Regions from separate parts of the Gasterosteus aculeatus genome. Here region 1 is linked to region 2. The links are chromatin contacts, called in public Hi-C maps. All regions are on one chromosome and are shown on one strand. The core of a region is the stretch at or near the end of the contact, and the rest is flanking DNA. Distances in the headings are between cores, read along the strand shown. Region 1 has its middle 53 kb from the start of spry1. Region 2 overlaps afg2a (AAA ATPase AFG2A).

The links. A called contact is a pair of places that touch in the nucleus more often than the background predicts.
Region 1: a contact with region 2 is called in a Hi-C map of whole body, with 2.7 times the contacts expected there. The contact joins two enhancer-like sites. A contact is called at or near these places in 5 of 6 Hi-C or Micro-C datasets (liver, skeletal muscle, tail fin and 1 more).

The regions. Positions count from the first base shown.
Region 1 is chr4:3,518,430-3,525,992 of fGasAcu3.hap1.1, reverse strand. No RefSeq gene overlaps it. Among protein-coding and RNA genes, the nearest start is that of spry1, 53 kb to the right of the region's middle. Within about 2 kb of position 1,497, at least 5 of the 9 cell types and tissues checked have open chromatin away from gene starts, as enhancers often do.
Region 2 is chr4:3,422,895-3,430,382 of fGasAcu3.hap1.1, reverse strand. All of the region lies in intron 15 of afg2a (AAA ATPase AFG2A), which reads right to left. Among protein-coding and RNA genes, the nearest start is that of LOC144406281, 6.8 kb to the right of the region's middle. Within about 2 kb of position 4,477, at least 2 of the 9 cell types and tissues checked have open chromatin away from gene starts, as enhancers often do.

The sequences.
Region 1 (7,563 bases), core at 248-2,747, 99 kb before region 2:
AGGAGACGGACGAGACGACGGCAGCTGTGCGGCCGGGCGGGACAGCTGTGGTCTTCTGGAATGTTCTGTCATTTCCCTTTTGACCTAAACCAAAGTCCGTACGTCCACGGAGAGCCGCCTGCCGGCCCGTCCACCTCCACAGCGGGCCTTTTGTGTGCGCCTGTCGTCCCCCGACCCCTTTATAGTCTCGCAATATTGGTTTAGGAACAAAGGCGGCTGCTTAATTCACTGGAGCACCTTTGCCAATAAAGCGGCCGGGCGCCTCCTCGCTGCGTGCGGCGGCCCGGCGCCGCGTGTTGCCGTTTTCATTGTGTCACCACCGCCGGAGACAAATGAGAAGTTACCAGATGGAGCCTGAAAGCGAAGGTAGGGAATAATACAGCACGTCGCCGACGGGGGGGGGGTCCGGCAAACGGTGTTTGCAGTGGATTCAGAGCTCAAACTGGAGGATTCTTTCAATTTGGTTTGATGTAGCAGGTTGTGTCCACGCGGGGAAAGCAGCTTCATTCATCAGGTTTTCATATATAAAGACCAAAACACATCCAAGAGTCGACCTATATATCGCTTTTCAAGACAAACCTCCAACGCAGGTGAACTTCATTTCTAAGCGTGCTCGATGAGTTTTGAGAAAAAGCACCAGGGTTTTGGGTTGATACGAGCATGTCTGTTGGATAAAAGAACTTGTTGCGTGATGTTACACATTGGTTAAGGACATTAACACAATCGTCCACCCGACCTCATCCCTGTCTCAGTCTTCATAGCATGCCCGTTTCATAATGGCGTGCGGGTGGCTCACGCGCAGAAGCTAATGTGGAGTTTGGAGCCAAGAAACACTTTAAGGGAACCCGTGAGCCAGACAGCAGAAACCCAAAGTGTTCCCTTGTCCTTTAAGCATTCTTAACTTACCAGATGTGTTGATGCTCTTTGCTCAAACAAGCGCATGATCCAAGTTTGGACACAGCGAATGTGGCAGCAGCTTCCTAGCAATAGTGATTGGCAACTTGTGTGTAACCTCTGCTGGTGAGTTTGTGTCTTTAGGCGTGCGTTTGTGTACTGTGAGTAACTCGGTGTCAGTAAGGTCATCAGCAGGGTGACAGTATTGAGCATTTGGACACTGACGACAGGCCGGTGAAAGCTGAACTGTCAACAGCAGCTAGTTACCGGAGCTGTTGACCTTCTCTTTTCACTCTTCATCATAAGACAACCGTACGGGTGTTGGAGGATGATCACACTTTTGTTCTGCAACGGAACATTTGATCTGCCGCTTTTACTCAAACGGATTTATGCCCAAGATGCTTCTTTGCAGTTTGATTCGAGTAGAGTTGCTTTAGAACAGCTGTGACGATCTGTCTTTCTCTTAGTGCTCATTGTTTATTCACAGTTTGCTGGATGCAAAGCGTTTTGGCCTTGTGATGGCACTGTTGTCTAACTGTTACTATAAAAAAAATAACAGAAAAGGCTAGAAAAGTGCACTGGTTTGAGTGCAGATCTTTGCCAGGTGGGGGTTTCCTTAAGGTTTAATCACGCCCCCTTACAGACGAGACCACGGCGAATATATCCAACATGGGAACTGAACATTAGGGTATCACAACATATCAGTCACGGAGGTAATCTGCTTCAAATTGAGACCAAACCACAGTTTCTGAAAGACAACAAAAGTGCCTCTTGCCACTTTAGGGATTGACGACCTCCACCCCCCCGATTGGCAGTTAAAAAGGAGTCAAGGGCTGAATGTTTGTCTGAATGGTCCAGTTGTAAGCCACATCAGCCTGTGGACAGACGGGTGCACACGGAAGACATCAACTCTCCACCGGCTTCGGCTGGTGGTGAAATATGTTTTTTTTAGCTCGCTGTCATATTGTCAGTTACTGACACGAACGACCTAGTTCGTGCTGCGGTCGGCTGCCAACTCACGAGAAGTCACGTGGAGCCGCACGTGGAAGATGCACGAGGTGCCGCGAAACAGACCTGGGGATTTGGAAAATCCTCAACGTGAGTTGAACTGATGTTGCTGGGGACGCAGGCATCCCTCTTCGGGCCTCCGCTTCCTCTCTGCTGCTAAACCTGTTACATGGCTGCGGGGTGACACGCGTCATCGACGGCAGCCAGTTTGACGGGCCCTGACACTCGGAGTGCTTTGAGGATCAAGATGACGGTTCCCCGACGAGAAGCTTTCACTGTTGTGGGGGAGCGAGAACATGAACAAAAAAAAAAAAAAAGAAAAGCTGCCGGCTGTCGAAGGCTGTAAATGTAATTTTGTTTCACCTCCCCGAGTTTTCAAAATCAAAGCTTTTTGAACCGCGTCCAAAACCAGCATGTTTGGCCCTGCCACGAGGAAAGACAGCCATGTTATTTATTCCTTAGCTAGAGGTTATACTTAGCGAGGTGTTGAGGGCGCTTCGCATGCCACACCGGGGGGGGGGGGCCCCTCCGCAGCGACGGGCCTCTCCGCCGCCGCCGCCACGCCGCGTTTTCGGGCCTCGGCCGCCGTTGATTGCTGCAGCCGGGAATGCAAACGAGTGCTGCTCGTCAGCCGGGCTCGTGCCCGCTGGCATCTCATCAGCCTGTCACGTTGATGAAATACGCCGCATGTCGAGAGATTGACCAATTTCCATTTCAACTTTTAAACTTTGTCTGGCTCCAGCTAATGATGTAAGAGTTAAATCGAGCATTAAAGTCGTCGAGAGGCTGCAACAAAAACCACCAACAGACTCCGATACGTTTCCTGAATTCCTGCACTTATAAGGTCAAGAGCAGCTTGCTAAGCAGGGATTGACAGAGCATTCGTCTTATGGAGATCTGTGAAGGATGGGCCGTATTTTCTGGGTGGATGCTGATTAATAATAGTTTATATTTGATTCAACAACACTACTAAAACAAATAATTACACATGGCTGTGGTCATGGGTGTAGTTATTGACCTCTAGCAAATATGAGGCTTTTGCTTCTTCAGCCAGTTGAGCCTTCAAGTTTTTTTTTAAAATCTACGTCAATAAGATCACAAAAAAACCAACAATCGATTCCTTTTGTTACCAGTGACGACTTGGGCCTTTCACTCAGGCGTTTGAGGTGAAGTACTGAACTGCGGACTCCACCCCGGTTGGGAAACCAACCAAAAACAAGAACCTCGAGTTCCTCGAAAGTGTCCTCGGTTGCTCCTACATTGCAAAAGAGCCCGGCATCAACAATCTTCTCAAAACTCAACTCAAAGGCATTTATATAAGTGTTAACCGTAATAACAACGTGTGGACATGTGCAGAACTTCTCACAACAGAATAACAAAGTGTAACATTGCACAATCTGCTCCTTCCTTCACCGACCTGTGAAGTTTGATCCAAAATTAAGGCCTGCAGTTATCTGCCCCCCCCCTCCCCCTCCTCCTCTCTCTCTCTTATTCTCTCTCCAGGCTCTCAACCTCTGCAAGTCGCGTCATGCCACTCATCCCATTATTACCCCAAAATAAAGAAGCCCATCGCGGATCGCCTCCGCCGAGCCGCTCGGTGTTCGGTTTCGTCCTCGGGGCTCTGCAGTTGTCAGACGCATTTCCTCCCGTGCGGAGACAAACTCATTCTGCATGCGGCCTCCTCTCCATGACAACAACAACAGAGAGATTCTCTCCAAACGTGTCCCGTCAGATTCATCCGCTCGCATCGCCATGGAAATGCGGAGTTGAATACAGCCTGAAGCGCACGAACAAAACACTAAAAGAATTAGAGGACAGAAGAGGCTGAACGCTTCGACTTACACGAGCTGCCGACTCCCATCGCTCTGCTCTCGTCAATCATTTGGAGGCAAATGCTCCGAAAAACTGATTAACCGTTAACTATTTAGATTCTTATCAACGTGATCATGTTTGAGGAAGTAAGAAAGTTGTTGGTGGTGCAGGGTTCAACAAAAGCGTACAACCTGTTTTCCTGTGATGTTGTTTCTTATTAAAGAAATTATATTATTCTTTTATTTCAAGCCATGATGATTTTCCTGAAAAGTTGTGAAGTTGTTTAGTTGCCTGAACATGAAAAACTTCCATAGCGTGACAGTGACACAAGAGGTGGTACCTTCCATAACACCAGCTATATCTAATATCTGTGATATCATATTTAGCTGGTGTTTTCTTCCTTTTGACAACAGGACAATCAAGACACAGGGGAAAAAAAGTGTACAGAAAAACAAGCGGAGTGTCTTTATCGCAAGAATTTGGAGAGCAAAAGGTGTTAAAGTGACAAATGGCTCAAACAATGGAGAACGTGGAGGCGAATGTAATTCATCTCATTGAATTGTTTGGAGGCCGCCGAGGAACACCTGAATGTAAGGACGCCCGTGGGAAATGTTTCTGTGCAAACTAACATACGCGACTAACCGCAGCCGCCATGGCAACCGCGTCAAGCGTGTTTCCAAAACGGGGGGGGGGGGGGGGGGGCGTCCTTCGGTCCACCATCCTGCAAGTTGCAAACAGCACAGGGAAGAAAGAAGTGTTTACACGCGGATGTGGAAGAAGGAAATATTGTTGGTTCAGCTTTCATTTTAAATCGAACGCACTTTGCTTTTCTTTTCCAAATGGAAAATGTTTGCTTCTTGTCTGCTGTCAGATCCATTAACTGACTTGATGGTTGAGAGAGCCTAATTAGCAGCGGACATCTGATTTTACTCTTTAAAGCATTCCAGAATAACCGTAGCAACGCAGGATGATATTGTGCGTGCCGAGTCTAATAAATACACACATGTGCGTATGTGGTGTTTGCAACGATTGCATCGTATTGAGAATCATCGTCAATGGTACGGAAAGAAACAGAATTTATACTGATAAGCAACCTTCTACACCTAGAAGCTTCACCACTGCACTTTTTGGAGGGGTGCCTTGCTCAAGGGAATCTAGATAGTGGTTGTGAAGCGACGAGTGATACGAGTTATCACTTATTAGGCTAAACCCTTTTGGAAGATTCCACTTATTTAATCTGAACTTTGCTCTGGACGAGCTTAGAACAATCAGCCCAAATTCATGTCCACGTAACGTCGACTCCCAAAAGGTCGAAAAGGTGGATTTCTGACCTCAATGCAATGTTCTTCGTAAAGTTCTTACAAAATAAATTATTCTTTTCCCCCGAAAAAAAACCCATAACTCCGCTTATTCACTCGTAATTTATTCTCCTTTGCCAGAGTTTTGTCAATCACAACTTGTGCCACAAGTGCACTCGCAGCTCCCATGATGCCTCTGGCTCTGGTCGGCAGCTGAGAGTCAACGGTTAGGCCAAGGCCAAGGCGGCTGGGGGGGGGGCCGAGCACACAGAGGGGCTCTGACAGGCTCCTTCTCTGATGGCCTCATGCGCCTTGTCGGTTGTGATAAGTCGCTTTAATAGAGAAAAACAGACGCAGAGCCGAGCATGCGAATGGGGTGATTGGGGCACGATTTCAGACGAGGGGCAGGAAGCCCGCCAGCTCTTTCCTAAAAGTCTTTGCACCCCACCCCCACCTCACGCCCCACAGCGTACCCGCCTCTTCACCTCGTCTCGCCATCAAACCTTCACCCTCCACCAAACAGCCTTCCCCATTCGCTGCGCCAAGGACTTGCAGAGTTATTCTAACCAGTTGATTTCCCGACAGGACGACCAACAGAATCCCCCCCCCCCCCCCCCCCACCCCAACTCCCCCCTTCCAGCTCCGCTTTCTTAATAACCCCACAGCGATATGAAGGGAAAAAAAGGGGAAGAGGGCGGTGGGGGGGGGGGGGCTTTTGTATTAACAAGTCCAAAAGTGCAGACAAAACACGTCTGTGAACACAACGCAGCTTTCACACATTAAGAAATCTGTCCTCGGTCCGGAGGCATTTGATAGTTTCATTTCGGCACGGATCCCAGAGGGGCCCGAGCGCAGCTGCGTCCATTCTGCTCCTCTGTTTTGGAGAGAAAAAGGCCGGCAGGCCGGCAGGCAGGCAGGCAGGCAGGCCTGTCACGGCAGCATGTGACGTCCGTTCCTTGAAAACAGGCGGGGGTCTAAAGAACAACGACCATGACCACGTTCTGTAAACCTCTTCTTTTCACTGCATGACGTCAAGAAGTTGAATCTCACAGTGCATCCAAAGCACGCGCACACATGCATAAAGACGCAACCCAGTGCAGCATGTAGTCCGTCCTCCGAGTGCTTGAGTTCAGCACACGCTTCCCTGTGTTGTGAGAGAAACCAGAGCCGGAACATTTCTTTACATGGGAAACAAACATCTCCAGAATGTGGATGGCGGGAGGAGGGGGCGGGCTGGGGGGAGGGGGGCACACAGGAAATCACGTGTGCAGCCTCGGCCCCCAAATTGTTGACACAATCTGCACTCTGTGCCACCCTAATTCCCGGATGCCGGATCATCCTGTCCTCCCAAATCTCCCCAAATCCCACGGACAGTGGTCCCCCGAGAGGCCCCCCCCGGGCCCGCCGGCCACAGCAGCCCTCAGACCCCCCCAGCCCCGCTTTGTCCCGCGCGACACAGTCACGCACTCATCAGTTAATGCTGAACATCTGGAGGGATTAGCAATGTCAGGCCAATCAGAGTTGAGCTGACGGATCCCAACGAAATGCCATTCTGCAGCTGCGCTCGGCGTTGCAGCGCTTTCGGATTCCCATTTCTCCTCCTCATAATTCCTTTCCTCTCTCCACTCCTCACCTCCTCTAATACTTCCCTCCCCTCCCGTGCCGCTGTCCATGGCCTCCCGACGATTGAATCCTCTCGTAGAAGTTCTACTTTATCGTATAGAAAATCTCAAACTCGTTCACTTACAGTTATATAGCATTTGCGGGGGAACAAAAGTCGAGGGTTTAGTTAAAAAAACCAAACAGGTTTGAGATGAACGTTGGAGCTGTTGACTCCCATCACCACACTCTGATGTTTGTTTCCGATTACGTTCGAGCAAGTTGTACATTAGAAAATACGTTGCAACGGGAGGACAAGTGAATAATGGAGACGCGTCAGAAAGTGGGGTCGAGGCACCACCTGCTCCGAATGTTTGCAGCCATAAATCTGCCGCGCTCCGGTTACACCGCGCATGCTGCCACAAAGACCAATCCGACGGAGAGTCAAAAGTCCAAAATGAACCCGCTGCGCCGGTGTTTGGTGCCTCAGTAAAATCGTTGAAAGATTTAATTCAATTCTTCACAGATGAGAAGCCGGGAAGCCGTGGGGAGCACCGGTGCGGATGGTGCGTTAGTTTGATCCGAATGTCACACAATCACCTTGCAGAAAAGATCCTCTGGTGGGAAGGTACATTTTTTTTTGCACTGTGGCTACTTACAGTACCAGTCAAACGTTTGGACACACTTTCCTATTCAATTGAAGGGAGAGAAAGACTGTGTCCAAACATCTTGACCGGTGCGGTACGTTGACATTTAAATCCATAAGGAACAACACTGGGAACCTACGACATGACGTACAAGCGTTGAATAAACAAAAGGTAATTGGCCTTTAAACACGGACTTAAGTTACCTTCTTTTGTAATGCAAAAGTGATCTAATTTGTTTTAAAATGCTTAAGGAGTAGTTTTACCCTTCCGACAGTTATTACATTACCCAATGCCGTGCACAGTCC
Region 2 (7,488 bases), core at 3,228-5,727:
ATAATGCAATCTCCCGTTCTCCGCACAGTAAATGTGCTGGCAGCCGTCCACGGAACCTAATCCAGGAAGGGGAAACGTTCCTGCGAACAGACCCTTGTTGAAAATGTCTAATGAATGGTTCCTCGTCTACTCCGAATGATGTGCAGTCTCTAAAAGTTTTCCAAATAGTCCCCCGGTTTGTGCTTTTTTTTTCTTCTCTCGCTAACGAACCACCAACAAGGGAGCGCGGCGCACTGACAGAGCTTCCTCTGTGCACGAGCGGCCCTGGAATGTGCACCGGGGATACAAGCAAAGCACTGAAATTATAGTCCTGGCAATCGCTAAAGAAAATAAAATTGATGCAATCTGTCGAGCATGCAGCTTTTAATTAGTGGCTTCCGTCTCCTAATTTCTCTCCGTTTCCCTCCGCCTTAATTTGGGACCGGACCAATTGGCCGCGCTGCGTTTAGCGCGCCTTGTCCGTCTGCGGAGAGGCCGCCGTAATCAAGGCTCGGAATGAACGTTTTTCAAGGGCAGCGCAAAATGTCCGCAGAGGCCGGTCCTCCTTCCTTCCTTCTTTTTTGGGCTTTCTTTAAAAAGGAAACAAAAGTGCAGGGATCACTGGGGGAAAAGAGCTGCGCGGTTGTCGTGACCATCGTTTGGGTTCAGGTCTTACACGCCGTGCGTTCTTGGGAGAGTGTGACGGTGGAAAAGCCTGAATCTCTTACTTACCAGTGTTGTCGGGCCAAAGGTCAAACCCGTAGACGTACAAAAAATAGAAGACAAATAGTTGCCTTGTATAGTGATTGTGTAGAAGAATGCAAGACAACGTGAATCGGCTCTCCGGAGGGAATATTCAAGGCCACATTCATTTGCCTGTGCAACAAGCCCTCTTCATAATGCCTCGTGGAAAGTGCATTATCTCAACGCAAATGTTTACCTGTGGCCCAACAACTGACTCATGTTTATTGCACACAACAAAAGCCAACACAAAGACACTGAAGCTCACCGTGGTGCGTTTACAGCCGGCCTATGTGGTCTTTTAGTGGTTTTGTGCAGATGAGTAAACACTCCTATGTAACAGTCCATTCAGGGTGCGTGAGGTTAGGGGACTCGGGTGAGCCGGGGACGGACGTCCCTCGGTCGCTCCATGCGTCCTCTTGGCTACGGCCGAGAAAAAGAAAGGAAAACAAAGACAGCTGGAACGCCGTTAAAAAGTAGCAACGGACGAAAGGGGATTGATAAGAGCGTTGAGATCTCCCCCCCCCCCCCCCCCACAAACAACCGCTGCTGGACTTTGAGAATGCCGGAGAGATAAGTGTGGGAAAGGGAAGAGGAAAAAGAAAAAACACAGAACCACAAAAACAAGGACAGGAGGAGATAAAAGCGCAGAAGGGAGACTGGTTGGCTGCTGACGGCTTGCAGCACCGGCACAGAGGAGCAATCATTTGAGGTCAGGGACGGGTCTGGTTGCCCGGCACTACTGGATTCTTTCTCTCACACACACACACACACACACACACACACACACACACACACACACAGTGTGTCCTCCTCTCTCATGTTTAGTGTTTCCAACAGGCACATCTTCTTGTTACTGGGGCAACTTAAAGAAATATATTACACAGAAATCCCGATCTCCTCACAGCAGTGAGGCGGCAGTCAATCAAGCAGTGTCAAAAAAACAAAAAAACATCAAATGACTTAAAACTCAAGAACATCTAAGAACATCCCATGTTTGGAGTTTGGGGGCTGAACAGGTTTATTTTGTGTGATTCCTCGTGTATCCTCCCGGAGGCCAAAACGCAACCAACAAAACGAGAGCAGAAGCACGTAGCGAGCGCTCAGCCGGGCTCGATGAAGACACCCGTGGGGGGGGGGGGGGGGGGAATGAGACGCAGGTCGGCCACCGATGTGAGCGGTGCCTAAATTATGAGGGGCAGAAAATGAGGGAGGCGGGAGAAAGCGAGAAAAAAAAAAAAAAGAGGAGGGGAAGAAGGAGCCTGAGAAAGAGTACAAAGTTCCTCCATTCTGCTTTCTGTCAGCGACCAGCCGGTCCGAAGCTCGCTCGCTCTCTCTCTTTCTCTCTCTCTCTCTCTTTCTCTCTCTCTCTCTCTCTCGCTGTCTGTTTACAATTACCGCGTCGCGAATGAATCTTCCACGATTGACCGCTCAGCTGGCAGCCCCAAGCAGTCAGCAACAAGGGAGCTATTAGTGGAGGAACTGAGGAAGGAAGGAAGAGGGGAAAGCCAGAAAGGGAAGGCAGTCCAGCTCGGAGGCCCAGGAGGGAGTGAGGGAGGAGGAGGGGGGCGGCTTAGTCGAGGGAGAGAGGGGAGGTGAGGCGGGTAAGTAGTGCGGTGGGGATCAGTGGGGCAATGGATGGGCGATAGAAGGGCCACAGCTCCCTGAGGCGATCAGGATCCCAGAGGAGGAGGGAGAGGAAGAAAGTGTAGCATTTCCCCCCCCCCAGCGAGAAGACGAGATGAAGGAGATTAGTTGTGGGGTCTGGCCTGGAGGACACTGGTCAGGCAGCCTCTCCAATTCTTTCATTTCTCGGGGCAACAGGATTTAGGACGGACCCGCCCCGTAGCCCCCCGTCACCAGAAACACATCAGAGTTTTTCGTGGGTGTGACCCCCCCTTGACCACAGTCAGGGTTTCCTTTTTCTGGGCTTGAGAGTGTTTCTGGGGGCTTCCTGATAGACATTAATTACTCTGACTACAGAGATGACATGGAGAAAAAAAAAAGGAAGCTCCAAGCCGTCACTTGTTTCCTCAAAGTTGAACTAGTCGGCAAAGTTCAGTCTTTTTTTTTAATTGGTTGCAACTAATCACTCATATGCATCGTTCCTCAAGAACACGCAAAAAGCTGCCAAAGGCCTCAGTGTCCGAAGGCATCTCCTTGACCCTTCACCCGCAGCGATGTAAACGTGCAGCTGGGCCACACAGAAGGGCTGCAGAGGGATCCACGTCCCTTCAGCCACGTTGGGCAACTTAAATCTTGATGAAGACGACGGAGGCCGGCGGAGGACGCTCATCGACATTGGACACAACGGCGCATTTGTCTCGCCGTCTTTCACACTGCGGCTCCTTTTGCATCATCATCGCTGCGCCTCCTCCTCCAACTCCCATTTCAAATCCGCCCAGAACTTACACCTGGTCCAGTTGTAAGCAGCTCCTAATGTGGTGTCGGGATCCGCGGAGCACAGAGCCGGGATCAGGAGGTTCAGCTGCAGATATCTGGGACTTACAAAGGGGGTATTATTTGTTGCAACCCCCACCCCTCCCTCTTGGGCCCCCTGCCAGCTTCTATTCTGTACGTCGGTCTGGATACCAAGATGGTGGCGAATGATGACTTCTTCCTCTCGCCCCGGGCTTCACACGGACTAGAGGACGACCGGGCAGAACGTCTCACGAGCCCGCAGCTCATCGAGCGCAAAGGTTTTCAATTACTGGCCTAAGACGCCGGCGTTAGCATCCCTGATTGTAACAACGTGTAATGTGTAACAGAAATCTTATATTTCAGTGAAAATATATATTTTTTGGAAATTAAGGGGAGCCATCTCGGATTTGAGGGAACAAAAAGCCAAGAAATACAAATAGCCAAGAGGCATCAGAAGTAACGATATGGACATTGAAATGTATTCAGAAACACTGAGTTCCATAAATCAACACAGTACAATGTGATCCGGTCAAACTAAATAAGTTGTACCCATTATTCTTTATTCTTATGTTCTGATTCAGTTCTTATGAATGATTACATCATATTTAAGTCAGCATATTCTCTAACAACCAATTTACTGGGACACTTTTCTGTAGATTGGGACACTTTCTCCACATGTGTCGGCACCGTACTTGGTCTGTGTTTGGTGGGGGGGGGGGGGCATGTCGTTTCAGGCACGCGTGAAATAGAGCCGTGAAATACAAGCCGGCGAGGCCAGTTTGAGTAGTAGATTTATCAGCTTGAAGGCTTATCGGATGCTGAAAACACAGCATAGTGCGGTACAATACTTGGAGATGGGGGGGGGGGGATACTTGGAGAGTAAGTAGATGTGACTGTCTGTTAAAATGGATTGTTTCTGTTTAACAGTAGCATGTGCATGGACTGGATAGTAGCCACACTGTGTCATTGTGACGTGTGTTTTGCTTACTGGTCATCCAACATCACCCCACATCCAACATCACCCCCCATCCAACATCACCCCCCTGCTGTGTCTAAAGGGACAACACAAAGAGCACGGACGGATCAGACAAACACAAACGGGCAAAACCATATACAGAGAAAGGCAATTTTAAAAAAAGGCACTAAAGTCAGACTGAGGCGTAAAAAAGAGGGAAATATACTGTGTGCAGCTGTAGAGCAGGGAGGGGGGTGGAGGGCGTTGTGGGGGGGGGGGGGGGGGGGAGCATTTGTGAGAATAAACGAGATTTCCTGAACTGAGAGCATTCCAAGGGCGCCGGTGGTCTCGGCTTGCCAAGAGGCAAGACGACACATGCTGGAGATGTCTGCCAGGTAGCAGAGCACAAAGAGCCCTCATTTCCTCCCTACCCCCCCCCCCCCCACACACACACACACACACACACACACACACACACACCGTCCTCGTGTCTGGGGAAGCTGACTGAGATGCAGATCGTCGTTAGAATAATAAAGCTTGACTCCTTCAACAAAGAGAGCACTTGGTTGACAAACGGAAATGATGAAAAGGAACAGATACAAACCTCCAACCCGGAGGATGGCGCTCTCAGAGGGCCACGCTGTAGTTTGAAAGGCGTTAAAGTTGTTGCCTGGCGTGTATTTCTGACAGGCCGCCCCTCCTGCTGTGCCTAATATACTGCATCCTGCAGTAACTTTGGAGTTTTCTTCTAATGTGGCCAGAGCTGGGCTGGCAGGTCGGTTTCTTCATCGGAGGCTTTTTGCGGTGGTATTCTTGTACACACGTGTAAGCTGATACTAATACAGCCCTTGAAGTTTGATACTTGCCTGGGGATCCTACCCCCCCCCCCCCCAATGCTCACAAACACACATGCACACAGCTTCCCAGAGCTCATCCATCCCTCGGTGCTATCCCGTTACGTGCATAGACACACACACACACACACACACACACACACACTTTTTGTTTTCTTTTGCCACTGTAGCTTCGAAAGCCACAAGCCAAGACTCTCGCTCTGCCTTCTAATTACTGCACCATAGAAACACAACCGGGGCCGGAAATACTTCCAATACCCTGGAAGCAGGACGGCGGGCGAGCGGCGTTTGAGCAAAGCAAAGCTCGCTGGTCGATACCGAGAACTCAAACCCGCGCTGGCGACCAGCCGGAAGAGAAGAGCGCCGCGTTCAATCAGAGAGAAAACGCCAGGAGAGATTCCATCGCGCTCGTCACCAGAAGAGAGACAAGGATGTCGGGCCGACGAAAAATAAAACGCGGCCTGTTGCGACTGGCCGGCGGGAGGGTTTTCTCCAAAAAAAAGGTATTGACGCAGCGAAACGTTAAGGAGGCGTGAGGCCAAGTTCGATTTCTTTACTTTGGAGCCAGAAGGGGTTACAACTTCCACTCTGGGACCCTCGGTCGGGGAAAACAAGGCACTTGTCCGATTCAACGACGATTCCGCGAGAACAGCTTCAGAAAAATGAACGTGCGATCTGCTCGTATGATTTTATAACTCATTTGGTCGCTGTTGTCTTAAATAGTCATGAGGGGGAAAACAAATATGCTGGTTCACCAGGCATGTGATGAAAGTGTAAATCATTTGCAAAACACCACTGATTAAATCTGGGACACACACACACACACACAGTGACATGAGCTTTAAATGCAACAGAACGAGAGGAGAGGAGAAAAAGAATGATCAAAGGTCCACTTAGCTTGTGCCTGAATATTTACCAAGTGGCTCGCTAATTGCAGTCTGGGGGAATTCGACTGTGATTACAATTAGCAAACGTCCAGACCGGCTCGGGAAAACACTGGCAGATGTTGGTGCCGCGCCGACTGGCCCGGTGGCGGCTGTTTACTTTGCACGAGTGGCGCTGAAGCCCCGGCGAGCCACGGAGTGGAGCTCCGTGGAGTGAATGCGCCTGAGGGCAGACGTTATGAATCACGGCGGCCGCGGTCCGCTCAATGGACGTTGACAAAAAAGAAGGAGCTCTAACTCGGTAAAAAACAAGAGGAAGAAGAGCAAGAAGAACCACGAGACCGCGGAGGCTCGTGAAACATCTCACAAGGCCTCGCAGGTCTCAGCGCTGAGGAGCTTTCAGCTATATTTGGAGACAACAGTGAAATGCAGTGCAAGTTGCACAAGGTATCGTAAACCAAATACAACGGGAATACTACGGAATCCTCCGCCGGGCCGTGAGTCAGCCTGCGGCCCGTTGTCATGTGGTGAAACTCCTTTCAGCGCGACGTGCTCCCCGCTGTCGCCCGCACCACAAAGACAGTTGGCCACAATTAGTCACGGCTTTTATCCGAATTCCTCGTATCCCTTTGAGTGCGCACTGTGTTCCTCAGCGGAACGGGTTCCTTACTTCACCGGGAGCGCCTGCATTTACTCCGTCGTGCCTTTTTTAATCCGTAGCGATTGTCAGCATTGTCAAAACTGTGAAAAGAACTGACCCGTGTCCGGTTTGGCACCACCTCCTGTTCAGAAGCCACATTACAGTACAAAGCAGGAGGGGAGTGGGGGGGTGGGGGGGGCACTGACATATGCAATGAATAAATGCTGTTGATTGCTTTGTTTTCTTGGTCGAGATGCATTCCAGACAGCAACACAGGAATAATCCATGTTGGAGTGGAGACGAGTGCTGGGATCTACTGCAGCCGTCATCTCCTCGCTCTCCGCAAAGGCCCCAGACTCCTCTGAGAGAGAACATCCGTTTGACCTCTCAGAAGCCGCTTTGGTTGGTCTTCTGAAAGCTGGTACAACTCCCTCCTCGGAGGAATCCCGACCATCAGCCGCTATAATGTCAACCGTTCACCATTTCGGTTTAGCGTGTACTTGCCAATTGAGGAACCCCTCGGGTCAAGGCGCTAGCATGGCTTCTTAAATGTACGTATTGTCTGGGTTTTACATCTTTGTTATCAGAATAATACATTTAAAATGCATCACGTGATCGTTGAAACCACTCCACGCGTATTTTCCTGACTGCGGATGTGTATTGACAGGATAGTCAGGGCGTCACAAGTGTCAAAGTCTCATCGGCCACATTAATTGTTCCTTTTAGAGTTCCAGGATGGAGGTGTTGCCCATTCGAATGCCTGTTTGGTGTTCAGCCCCCCGATCTGATAAAAGCCCAGTTGGGAACTTGTGTTCCCAAACAAAATGCCCATCTGCTTGTCATCATCTCCACTGTAAGCAGTCCTGATAGATAACGCCTGGCACACATTTGGGTAAATACACATAGGAACTTCGGTGAAAAAATAGACACCATCTCTCCTGAGGAATAAGCGACCAACAGAAAACAACCGGAGGAGTACAAATAAATAAATTAAAAGTCCAAACGAGTGGAGTG